Linked DNA regions of Zea mays: regions 2 and 3 are each linked to region 1. Evidence: chromatin contacts called from public Hi-C data. All regions are on one chromosome and are shown on one strand. The core of a region is the stretch at or near the end of the contact, and the rest is flanking DNA. Distances in the headings are between cores, read along the strand shown. Region 1 holds the start of LOC100284736 (xyloglucan endotransglucosylase/hydrolase protein 23). Region 2 has its middle 29 kb from the start of LOC103635202. Region 3 has its middle 83 kb from the start of LOC103635202.

What was found. A called contact is a pair of places that touch in the nucleus more often than the background predicts.
Region 2: a contact with region 1 is called in a Hi-C map of tassel, with 3 times the contacts expected there. The contact joins the enhancer-like site here to the promoter of LOC100284736 in region 1. A contact is called at or near these places in 2 of 25 Hi-C or Micro-C datasets (ear and tassel).
Region 3: a Hi-C map of ear shows a contact between it and region 1, with 2.3 times the contacts expected there. The contact joins the enhancer-like site here to the promoter of LOC100284736 in region 1. A contact is called at or near these places in 2 of 25 Hi-C or Micro-C datasets (ear and tassel).

Annotation. Positions count from the first base shown.
Region 1 is chr8:54,294,755-54,298,413 of Zm-B73-REFERENCE-NAM-5.0, reverse strand. LOC100284736 (xyloglucan endotransglucosylase/hydrolase protein 23) reads right to left here and starts at 2,101. Exons shown (of 2, transcript NM_001157631.2): 1 at 1,730-2,101; 2 at 861-1,727. The coding sequence starts at 1,977. The coding sequence ends at 1,094.
Region 2 is chr8:53,959,837-53,963,495 of Zm-B73-REFERENCE-NAM-5.0, reverse strand. No RefSeq gene overlaps it. Among protein-coding and RNA genes, the nearest start is that of LOC103635202, 29 kb to the right of the region's middle. Within about 2 kb of position 1,740, at least 17 of the 20 cell types and tissues checked have an H3K27ac peak or open chromatin away from gene starts, as enhancers often do. A contact at or near this core is called in ear and tassel, where this site is marked.
Region 3 is chr8:54,013,604-54,017,262 of Zm-B73-REFERENCE-NAM-5.0, reverse strand. No RefSeq gene overlaps it. Among protein-coding and RNA genes, the nearest start is that of LOC103635202, 83 kb to the right of the region's middle. Within about 2 kb of position 1,577, at least 18 of the 20 cell types and tissues checked have an H3K27ac peak or open chromatin away from gene starts, as enhancers often do. A contact at or near this core is called in ear and tassel, where this site is marked.

The DNA.
Region 1 (3,659 bases), core at 852-3,351:
GTCAAGCGGTAGCTTATAATATGTACTTTTTGAGTGATCAGATATCTAATTTCTATCTTTTCTTTAAAAAATATTGCATCCATTTTTACTTACTTTTTTTCTAAATTAATCTGAATCTTAGCTCTATATGTTTATAACTATAAAAATTATTATCTAAAAATATACTATATCTCAGACATCTGAAATATAGCGATGCAAGTAGGGATAGTGTCGGTCCTCATCTGTCGCGATCCTAGTCTGCCTTGATATAAGGCTATCTTCACCGGTTGCCTCTTCCATTCTCTCTGCCCTTGCATAGCAGCTACAGTAGCACTCTATATTACCTGCAACCGTACCCACTTTGGTTTCCCCCATCCAGATGAAACTCTCTCTCTCTCTCGCCCCACGTCCAGCACCACGCTATGTCCTCCATGCAGGCCCCACGCGGGATGCTGTTGCCGCCATGCTCCTCCATGCAGGTCCTCCGGGAGATGCTGTTGTCTGTGCGCCTGCTTTTGTTAGGGATGCTGAGAACAAAATGATATTAAATTTTGGTGATGGGTATAAGGTTTGATTCAGAGAGAACTAGAATAGAGATATAGAGAAAGAAAGATTATTTACGTGGCAGGTGAAAAGAATATAGAGGAGAAAATATAAATGGACCGTACCTACATCCGTCAGAATCAGGACAGGCTTTCATCGGGTTCCGGTCCCTCTCACGCGTCACGCAAGGGTCCAGTTTACAGGTTGTTGTCTGTCTCTGGCTCTCAATGACTCCATATGTCCAAGACTCCAGCTAGGATGCCCCCGCACACTGATGAGTGATGACAGAACCCGTATGTGCGATGCATGCATGGCCGAAAAAGATTACTTATTCTTGCTAGCCCAAACTCAGTACTTGTACATCCGGTGCTGCTGAAACAACAAATCAAAGAATGCGACACGACTGGAGCTACATTTACATGACACCATTCTTTCATCGCCCACTGCAAAATAAGTAGCTACTACTAAGACCGTCGACGACGATCGAATCGATGCCTGGTTTCTACTTTCCACGACTAGGGATCGTGCTTGGTTTTGATGCCCCACGGACGTCCCAACAAACCTCGCTCCCTCACCGGAGCTTGCACTCGGCGGGCACGCCCTGCGGGAAGCGCTTGGCGTCGGCGCAGTAGTTGTAGATCATGAACTTGCGCTGCACCCAGCGCATGCGGCGGTAGCTCATGTCGCTGAGCTGCTGGTTCCACCAGCCGCGGCCGGAGCCGGCACCCGCGACGGCGGCGGCCTCCATGGTGCCCTCAGGGCAGCGCTGCCTGCCGCCGTCCCAGACGCAGGCGTCGGCGCTGAAACCGCGGAAGGAGGCGACGAAGGGGGCCTTGGACCAGTCCGCCTTGACGCGCCCGCCCTGCGTGGCCCAGTCGTCGGCGTTCCACAGGCTGGCGTACAGCCTCATGGGCTGCGTCCTCGGGAACGCCACCCCGCGCGCCTCGTGGTTCTTGAAGTCCCGCACCGGGGTGCCGTCCACCGCGAAGATCACGTGCTGCGGGTTCCACAGGATGGAGTAGGTGTGGAAGGCAGTGGTAGGGTCGAACCAGAGGCGGAACTGCTGCTCCCGCTGGCCCTGTCCGCGCGTGAACACGTTGGTGTGCAGCGTGTAGGGCTCCCCGCTCACGTTGCCCAGGAACTCGAAGTCGATCTCGTCGTGCGCGTCGCCCTGGGACGACAGGTAGAAGGTGGTGACCGTGCCACGGAGTTGCCTGGCACCAGCTTGATCTGCATGTCGATCTTGCCGAACAGGTACTCGCTCTTGGACTGGAACCCGGAGCCGGACGTGCGGTCCAGCGTCAGGTCCAGCCCGCGCCCGCCGTCCACTACCTTGCCGCGGCCATCGCCCCAGGTCATCTCTGTGTCCTGGTAGAAGTTGCCGCCCTGCGCGGTGCCCGCCAGCTCCAGCCAGGCCACGACCGCCGACAGAAAGACAGGAGCAAACGACCTCATCGTCGCTTCCGATCCTCCCTTCTCAGCGGCGGATTGCAGGCAGCTCTATACCCGCCCTCTAGTAGAGCAACTAGCTAGTGACAGTGTCGAGCGAGCGTTGCTGTGTGTGTTGGATATGGAACTTGGATAGTAGATTGGTGTGGGGGTGGTATTTATACTGGAGGTCAGGAGCGCCCGGGGCCAGTTGCTTAGCCGTGGCAGGCAGCCGCGGCCGGGCACGGACAGCTGGTGGTGAACCAACGGGCGAGTGCCGGCCGGGCTGGCGCGTCCCCGGCGCGGAGGAGTAAATGTGGGAGCGGGTAGATTTGGGAGATGGCATGGCACGGTTGGCCGCGCACTGGATCCAGTCGAGCGAGCCTGGCCCTGGACCTGTCCGCCGCGTAGGTACACGCCGTGTGGGGGCCGGGCCCGTCCATCATCCATTCATCTGCGATCCGGCGGCATCATCCGCGAAAGGGGTGCGGAAAGTGCGTGGCGTGCAGCCTTTTGCGCGGCTCCTTTGGTCTTGCCGCGTCCGGTCGCCGTGTGGGTCACTTTACAGCGAGGCCACGGCTGGTGGTTGCACTGGCCAGTGGGCAGGCGGCTTGCTTGCCCCGCTCGTGCCGCCTGTGCGGCTGTGCCGCATTGCGCCGTTGCCCTTCCGCACACATGCCTGCTTCGTCCTGCACGCGTGGATGCAATGCGGCGGAACTAGAACTGCAAAAGGGTGAGGAGTTGTTTAGAAGCAAAATACTTTTAGAGTTTTAAGGTAAAATCACGGTATTAAGGTCTTGTTGTCATACCTCCGGCTCTAAAAAATTTAATGGAATTGGTAAAGCAAGTCATTAGATGCTCCAGAAAATTATGAAGCTAGAATTGTAAGTCTTTATAAGAAACGTTTATTATTTAGACTAAAAATATTTTTTAAAACTATTTAAATTGATATTATAAACTACAGCTCCACGCTAGAGTTGTTTGGTGTGTTTGACTATATTGTAAAAATTTGTGTTTTGAATTCCAAAGTTTTGTAGATAGCATGGACTTTTTGGAGTATTTTAAACTCCACTCCAACCCAGAGTTTTTGGTCGATGACTAGCCTTGCACATGTATACTAAATAACATAGTTTGAGATACTTTCTCTCCAAACACGTATTGCTAAAAGTGACGTAAAAAATACTACGACTATGACATGACATCTTAAAACCCGTAATATTTTAAAACCATGGTTTTGAAATATTTTGCTTTCGAACACTCCCTGATTGTTGAGGCTTCGTTTAACAGTTTTTGGACCTTTTGTGAAAAAATCGTGTCGGGGACCATAATTAGGGGTACCCTCAAGACTCCTAATTCTCAGCTGGTAACCCCCATCAGCATTAAGCTGCTAAGGCCTGATGGGTGCGATTAAGTCAGGGATCGGTCCATTCGAGCGACTCGATCACGCCTCGCCCGAGCCTAGCCTCGGACAAGGGCAGCCGACCCCGGATGGTTTCCGTCTCGCCCGAGGCCCCCCTCCAACGGCAGACACATCTCCGGCTCGCCCGAGGCCCTGCCTTCGCTAAGAAGCAACCCTGACTAAATCGCCGCACCAACCGACCAAATCGCAGGAGCATTTAATGCAAAGGTGACCTGACACCTTATCCTGACGCGCGCCCTCCGGCAGAGCCGAAGTGACCGCCGTCACTTCTCCGCTCCACTGACCGGTC
Region 2 (3,659 bases), core at 491-2,990, 330 kb after region 1:
TAATAAGTTTCTCACATGATTTATAACATAGAAGATATTATTACCATTTAATCACCTATAAACTCTAAAAAACCATATCTTTTCAACCATAACTCCGAACTTAGTGATTTTCGAACCTATGATCTCATAACAACGCGTAGAACATTCTTACGCTATTTGTGCTCATGTTTGGTGTAATGTTATTTTTATGTACCCCTTATCTTTTTGTATGTATTGCTACGGGTAGCAGTCAGGTCACGAGAAACCCGAAGACTAATTTGGAAAAGTACCTGGAAACTCGAGTCACAGGCAAGTTGTGCACTTGATCACTCTTCTTTACCTAATAATGTTCTCTGTTAATCAATGTGACATGCTTAAGATAATTTGATGGGACCTAAAAGGTTTCCCTATATTTGTTTACCCCACCCCTTGCAAACAAATGAATTATTGGGTAGAGTAGCGATTACACTACCTAGTTTTGGGATTAATGTTACATTTGAATTATGATCATGTTCGTATTATGATGTTGTTTTAATTATTATTCATGACAAGATCATTATGTTAATTAGAACATGGAGCTTAACTTGAGATAACAGTGCTACCACAAGTGTGGTATGGGACGCCCTTGGCTGACTAATTAGGAAAGCTAGCGGAGACCTACCTTACCCGAAAGGGGCAATGGCGGTAGAGGAGTTGTGGTATAGGGAGGTTCTCAGGTCGATCATGCCGCGATGACTTTTCGAATGAGGGATTCCTATATTGCCCTTCTCAGAAACCGTAGCGGGTTTTCTGAAGCTTGTGGAACTTTGTAAAGGCCTCGTAGTGATACCCTGCCTCGTCTCCTCGACAGAGATGAATGGGCAGTCACGATCCCTTGGCAAATGGGTAACTCGACTTGTGGGAAAAGGGAGCAACCTTTGCAGAGTGTAAAACTGGTATATCAGCAATGCTCACGGTCAAGAGCGACTTAGGACTCTCGCATGATTAATTTATAGAACTAAACTCAAACTATCATTTGCATTGCATTGTGGGTGTTATTATTAATTGTGATCTCTTATTTAATTGGGTTGGTATCTACTTATACTTAGTAACTGCTAATAAAATTTTGACCAATTTTAAAAGCAATGCTTAGCTTTAACCATCTTCTTTTGTAAGCCTTACACTTCACATGGCCCCCACCGTAAGTGAGCTCATGCACATTATTCCCCACAACTTGTTGAGCGATGAAAGTATGTGAGCTCACCCTTGTTGTACTCACATCCCCATGTAAAGAACAGGTACTGTAGAATGAGGAGCATGAATGATGTCGCGATGAGTTCGTGAGAGGTCTAGGTCGTCGTCTCCTAGTCAACTATGATTTCTAGATTGTTGTATTTGTATGATGTTATTATTTAACTATTTTGTACATAACTCCATTATATATTAAAGATGTGACGTTTGTTTCTGTAACATGAGTCATCATATGTGTGAGACTTGATCTTAGTACACATTTAATTTGCCCCCGGTTTTACCCCTTAAATCCGGATGCGACACAATTCTCCCATGATCTAATCTTGATCGTCGTTCACAAAACAGATGACCACCGATCGATCCTACCCAACCGTTAACCTCGATCTAATCTCTACCGTATATCGCGAGATCTATGGTCGCGATTTTCAACTAAACAGAGCCCAAGCACAATCGCACGTTACCCGATCGACGCCCCAGATTTAACTGGGCGAAGAGGTATAGATACGTCTAATCTCCACCATCCAAATCTAGATGGATGGTCGAATGATCATCTTCTCCCTCCCAGCGGCAGAGTATAGCCGTGCACACCCAGCTGCGGCGGGGCCTCACCGGCGATGAGTCGATCTGGCGCCCAGGCCCTCTTGGATTCCTCTAGTGACTTGGAATTGAAGAGGAAGGTAACGCGAATTCGTCAAGGGAGTTTCTTACTGATGACGGCGGCGCGACGCGCATTGTCCACGGGAAGGGGAGGAACCGCCGAGACCAATGACTACCTATGAGAAATTCCACCGGTCTCGGATGAATCTACGCCCGATTACCCGCCCGAGCACGGTACCCGGCTACTTATGAACCACCACGAGCAATCCTTAGGTCACCGTCAGCATTGGACGCAAGACGCGGATGCGGCGGCTCGGCAAGGTGGTGGTGGCTGGAGAACGGGGTGCCTCTGCAAACGATGGCGAACGAAGGCCCCGAAGGCAGCGATCACGTTATATATCCTTGGTCCCAGGCTTCACGCCAGCTGGCGGCAATGGATTCCGTAGCCGGGAGAAAGGGAAGGAGGTTGCAGCCGCCACGGTTTTCCTGGGCTTCGAGAAGATCTACACGGGTGTTTCCTGACGTGCGAGGCCCACGTGACAGTCATAGACGAACGCGCGCGCGGGCATCTGGTGAACGGGCCCGGTCCGTCAGGGGGCTGGAAAGCGAGCGTGGTGGTGCGGCTGTCCGGTGGGCCCTTGTTATCAGCGACAAGCCGAGTGCCAGCGAACTGGGCCGAGGGGGTTTCGGGCCAATGGCAGTGTTACATTTTTTTTGTTTTTATTCTTCTCTTCTATTTCCAAATTCAAGGATTCAAAATAAATTTAAATTTCTGTTTTGAACTTCGGCCTTCCAAATATCCAATAATATCCCGATATGAATAATACTTCTAATATTTGCAATAATATTATTTATTTTATTTTTTTCTTCCCATTCTTTATTTCTTTTGTTCCCATATTTTCATATCTCAAATTTTAATTTGAAGCTAGATTTGTTTTAAATAGATTTGTTTTAAATATAAGTTTGAGTTTGATGCACAAACAAAGAAATTACATCATGATGCATAAGTTTCTGTAGTTTATAAGGTACAGTTGCCAAAGGATCTTTCCATAATGCACGACATGTTTCACATATCTCAGTTGAAGAAATGTCTTCGGGTTCCCAAACAGGTTGTTGAGATTTCAGATGTTAACCTTGGACCAGGTTTAACCTACTTGGAATATTCCATAAAGGTTTTGGATCAAAAGGATCGGGTTACTTGAAGAAAAGTTATCAAGTTTTATAAGCTACAGTGGAACCAACCCATGGAAGGTGAAACCACATTGAAATCGGAGGAGTTTCTGGAAAAGCATGTTGCTGAGTTTCTAATATCTTGTAAACCCAAAGTTTGTGTAGTTTATTTCTGATATAAACCAATAGGGGCACACCCCTCTCTTATTGGTGTAATGGGGAAAGAAACCAGTGACACATTTCCTTTTCCATTACCTAGACTAGAGTTTTAAATCTCAGGACGAGATTTCTTTTTACGAGGGAAGGCTGTAACACCCCTGGTGTTACGATAACTAAAATTTTTGCATGTCATCATCTGCACTTGCATTAACTTCTTGATACACCTAGAATACACTCACTAGGTCAAACTTTTTCAATAGTGTGATGTTGTGTGTTGGGTTTAGGGTTTATTTTAAGGACTTGGCTTAAGCTAGACAAGAATAGGTCATCTCTTGAGCAAGTAACAAATTTACTTGGAGTCTTGAAGTGCTAAATGCAAGTCCTAGAGTTTATAGCAACCTTGTTTTCAAAGATAGATCAAGTGGAAGAAATACTTGGACCGAAGGATGAACTTCAAAACCTTAAGTAAGGCTTGAAGACCTTTTTTGGAATTGAGTGTAAGAAAACAACTCCTAAACCAAGGA
Region 3 (3,659 bases), core at 328-2,827, 280 kb after region 1:
AAATATAAGTATATACTAAACCAGAGTAATAATAGATCAAAATTAATAATAAAACCACTATGCGATGCATATGACAAATTGAGTTTAATTCCATAAGTTAATCATGTGAGAGTCCTCAGCTGCTCATGACCGCGAGCACAGCTAGTTTACCAGTTTTACACTTTGTAGAGGTTGCACATCTTTACCCACAAGTCATGCTACCCATTTGCCAAGGGGTCTATAAGTCCCATTCATCTCTACCAAGGAGACAATGCAGGGTAGCACTACGAAGCCTTTCCAAAGTTCCACTAGTTCGAGAAAACCTGCTACGGATTCAGGACGAAGGAAGCATAGGATTCCCTCGTCCAGAAAGCTAAACAAATAGTCTGACCCGAGAACCTCCCTATACTCTGCAGTGACGCGTTCCTTCTTGCCCCTTTCAGGTAAGGTAGTCTCTCCCTAGCTTTCCTAATTACTTGGCCAAGGGTGTCCCATTCCACCCTTGTGGTAGCACTGTATTCTCAAGTTAAGCTTCATGTCCAATTAACACCATAGTATTATCATGAACATTAAAGAGTAGAATAACAATAATAAAGTATGATCATGAAGCATATTTATCTTAACACCCAAAACCACATAGAGCAAGAGCAGTGACTACCCAAAAGTTTAGTGGTGATCAAGGCAATAAGTAAAACAAACTAGGGTGACCTATTGGGTCCCATCAAAATTAAGCCTAAAAATGCCACAGTAATTATATAGAACATTATTGGGTCAAGAAAAGTGGTCAAGGGCACAACTTGCCTTCAATGAGCTCCTGCTCAGTATTTTCCAACTGCTGAGTATCGAGATCCTCGGTTGCTTGCTCGTCTACTCTCAACAATACAAACAAACATGTTATAGTTGAAATTAACATCACACCAAACATCAGAACAGAATGCATGATAATATTCTATGCATCGTAACGAAATCTTAGGTTAGAGAACCACTAAATTTGGAGTTATGGTTAAAGAGTTATGATTTTCCGAAGGTTTAGGTGTTATATTTAAAAAAAATTAAGTGTATAATTTTATCCTAAGTTTCATAACAAAATAAAGTTACCAAAAAATAAACAATATTAATATGTATTTAATGCAACTAGAATCGTAAAAAAAGGAGTTAAAATGGATTAATTATAAATTAAACAAGTTTCTAGAATTGTTTTCATACTAAAAATCATTTTCAATATTAATTTACTATTTTCCTGATTGCCTATGGACTGCGGACGCAAAAATTTGAAAGCTCACAGATCAACTTGTAATTTTCGGGACCTCTCTGTGATGTTTCTCGTGTCTAGGCGGACGGCGGGTTAATTCTTACTATTACCGGGGATTCATATGTAAATTTCCCTAGTCGAAGGGTGTTGGATTTGAATCATACAGCTCAGATTAGATCGATCATATAATAAACGGAGCGCAGCGCAGACCACTGGATCTGAGATCTACGGTCCGGATTCTAAATGACTGAGATTGATGTACCCATTGGATTATAGATCTATGGCCTGGGTTCTATTGGACGAAGGGGTAAGCTATCTTCTAATCCCAGCCGGTTGCCATGAAATCAACGGCTGGCGGCTTCTCTTCTCCTACCGGCCCCAGGACACGGCGGCGCCCACTCCGTGCGGCGGCGACTACGCTGGTGAACTGCGGTCCCGCGCCCAAGGACACTACCCCCGAGCCCGATAGCATCAACGCGAGGGTGGGGAAGTCGATCACAGTGCCGGCACATAAAGGCCCAGAGCACACGCCGTTGAGATCTGCCACACTGGAATCCCCGGATTCTGTTGCAACGGCCGCTCCCCGAGCTAGGAGCCGGAAGCTCGACTTGATCCAGCGGGCCCACTCGTCGGCGATAAAGCTAATGCAGGTGCACGCGGTTGAGAGGGTGAGTAGCGACCCCACGAGTGGCACGCGCGACGGGTGGCTGACAGACCAGGCCCGCTTGTCAGCGCCGGGTTGCGCGAGCAGGATATGGGCCACGCGAAAGGATGACTGTTTTGGGCCGTGGTTCGACTTTGGGCCCAAGCTGGCGCTGGTATTCATTCCTTTTTCTTTTATCACTTCTATTTCTCTTGTTTTTGTTTTCCAAGGTTCAAACTCAATTTGAATGCATTTCAATTTCTGGTTGCTCGAACCAAATGCCACAAACAAAAGATACCAGCATGAAATGCACTTTTCTTTATTTATTGGTTACCTAACTAATTTGATTCCATTAATTTAATATGAAAAAAGGAAAGGAAACCAAATAATCTCCAAAGGTTCCATAATCACAAAAACACTATCACATAAATACATTTGTTCATTTATTTTTATTATTTTTCTCTTATACAAAATTTGGGCTTTACAGTATAGTGCCAAGCTGGTCAACAAATAATGGTTAAGGCAAGGCATTGCTTTTAATAAGTTGGTCAAATTTTATTAGCAATTACTAAGTATAAGTAAATATCAACCCAAATAAATGAGATCATAATTAATAATAAAACCACAATGCGATGCAAATGACCAATTAAGTTTAATTTCATAAGTTACGCATGTGAGGGTCCAAGCCGCTCATGACCGTGAGCATGACTGATATACTAGTTTTACACTCTGCAGAGGTTGCGCATCTCTACCCACAAGTTGTGTTACCCATCTGTCACGGGGTTGTACGGACTCCATATAGCTCTACCGAGGAGGTGAGGCAGGGTAGCACTACGAGGCCTTTACAAAGTTCCACTACCTTCAGAAAACACGCTACGGTTTCTGAGAAGAACGACGTAGGAATCCCTCGTCCAAAAAGTCATCACAGCATGATTGACCAGAGAAACTCCCTATACCACAACTCCTCTACCGCCCTTGCCCCTTTCGGGTAAGGTAGTCCTCCACTAGCTTTCCTAATTAGTCAGCCAAGGGCGTCCCATACCACCCTTATGGTAGCACTGCTATCCCGGGTGGTCGCTCTATTTTTCAATTAACACAATGATCTTGTCATGAACAATAATAAACCAGCAATAATAATGAAACATGATCATAAATCAGTATAGCATTAATCCAAAACCATGTAGAGCAATAGCATGTCTACCCAATAGTTCATTTGTTTGCAAGGTGTGGGGTAAACAAAACTAGGGTAACCTATTAGGTCCCATCAAAATTTACCTATACAAATCATAATGATTAATATGAATATTATTGGGTAAAGAAAGGTGATCAAGGGCACAACTTGCCTTCAACGAGCTCCTGCTCAGTAGTTTCCACCTGCTGAGTACCAGGGTCCTCGGTCACTTGCTCGTCTACTCGCAGCAATACAAACAAACATGGTATAGGAGAAATTAACATCACAACAAACATGAGCATAAACTATATAATAATGATCTACACGTTGCTATGAAATTATAGGTTCGAGAACCACTAAAATCAGAGTTACGATTAAGGAGTTATGATTTTCTAAAGGTTATGTGTTAGACAGAAAACAAATTAAGTGCATAATTTTAACCATATGTCTCAGAATAAAATAAGGTCACTAGATGATGAACAATATTAATATGAGTTTAATGCAACCGGAATGGATCAAAAAGGGGTTAAAATGAATTGCTTATGAATTAAACAAGATTCTAGGATTATTTCTATATTATAAATCATTTTCTATATTAATTTACTCATTTTATT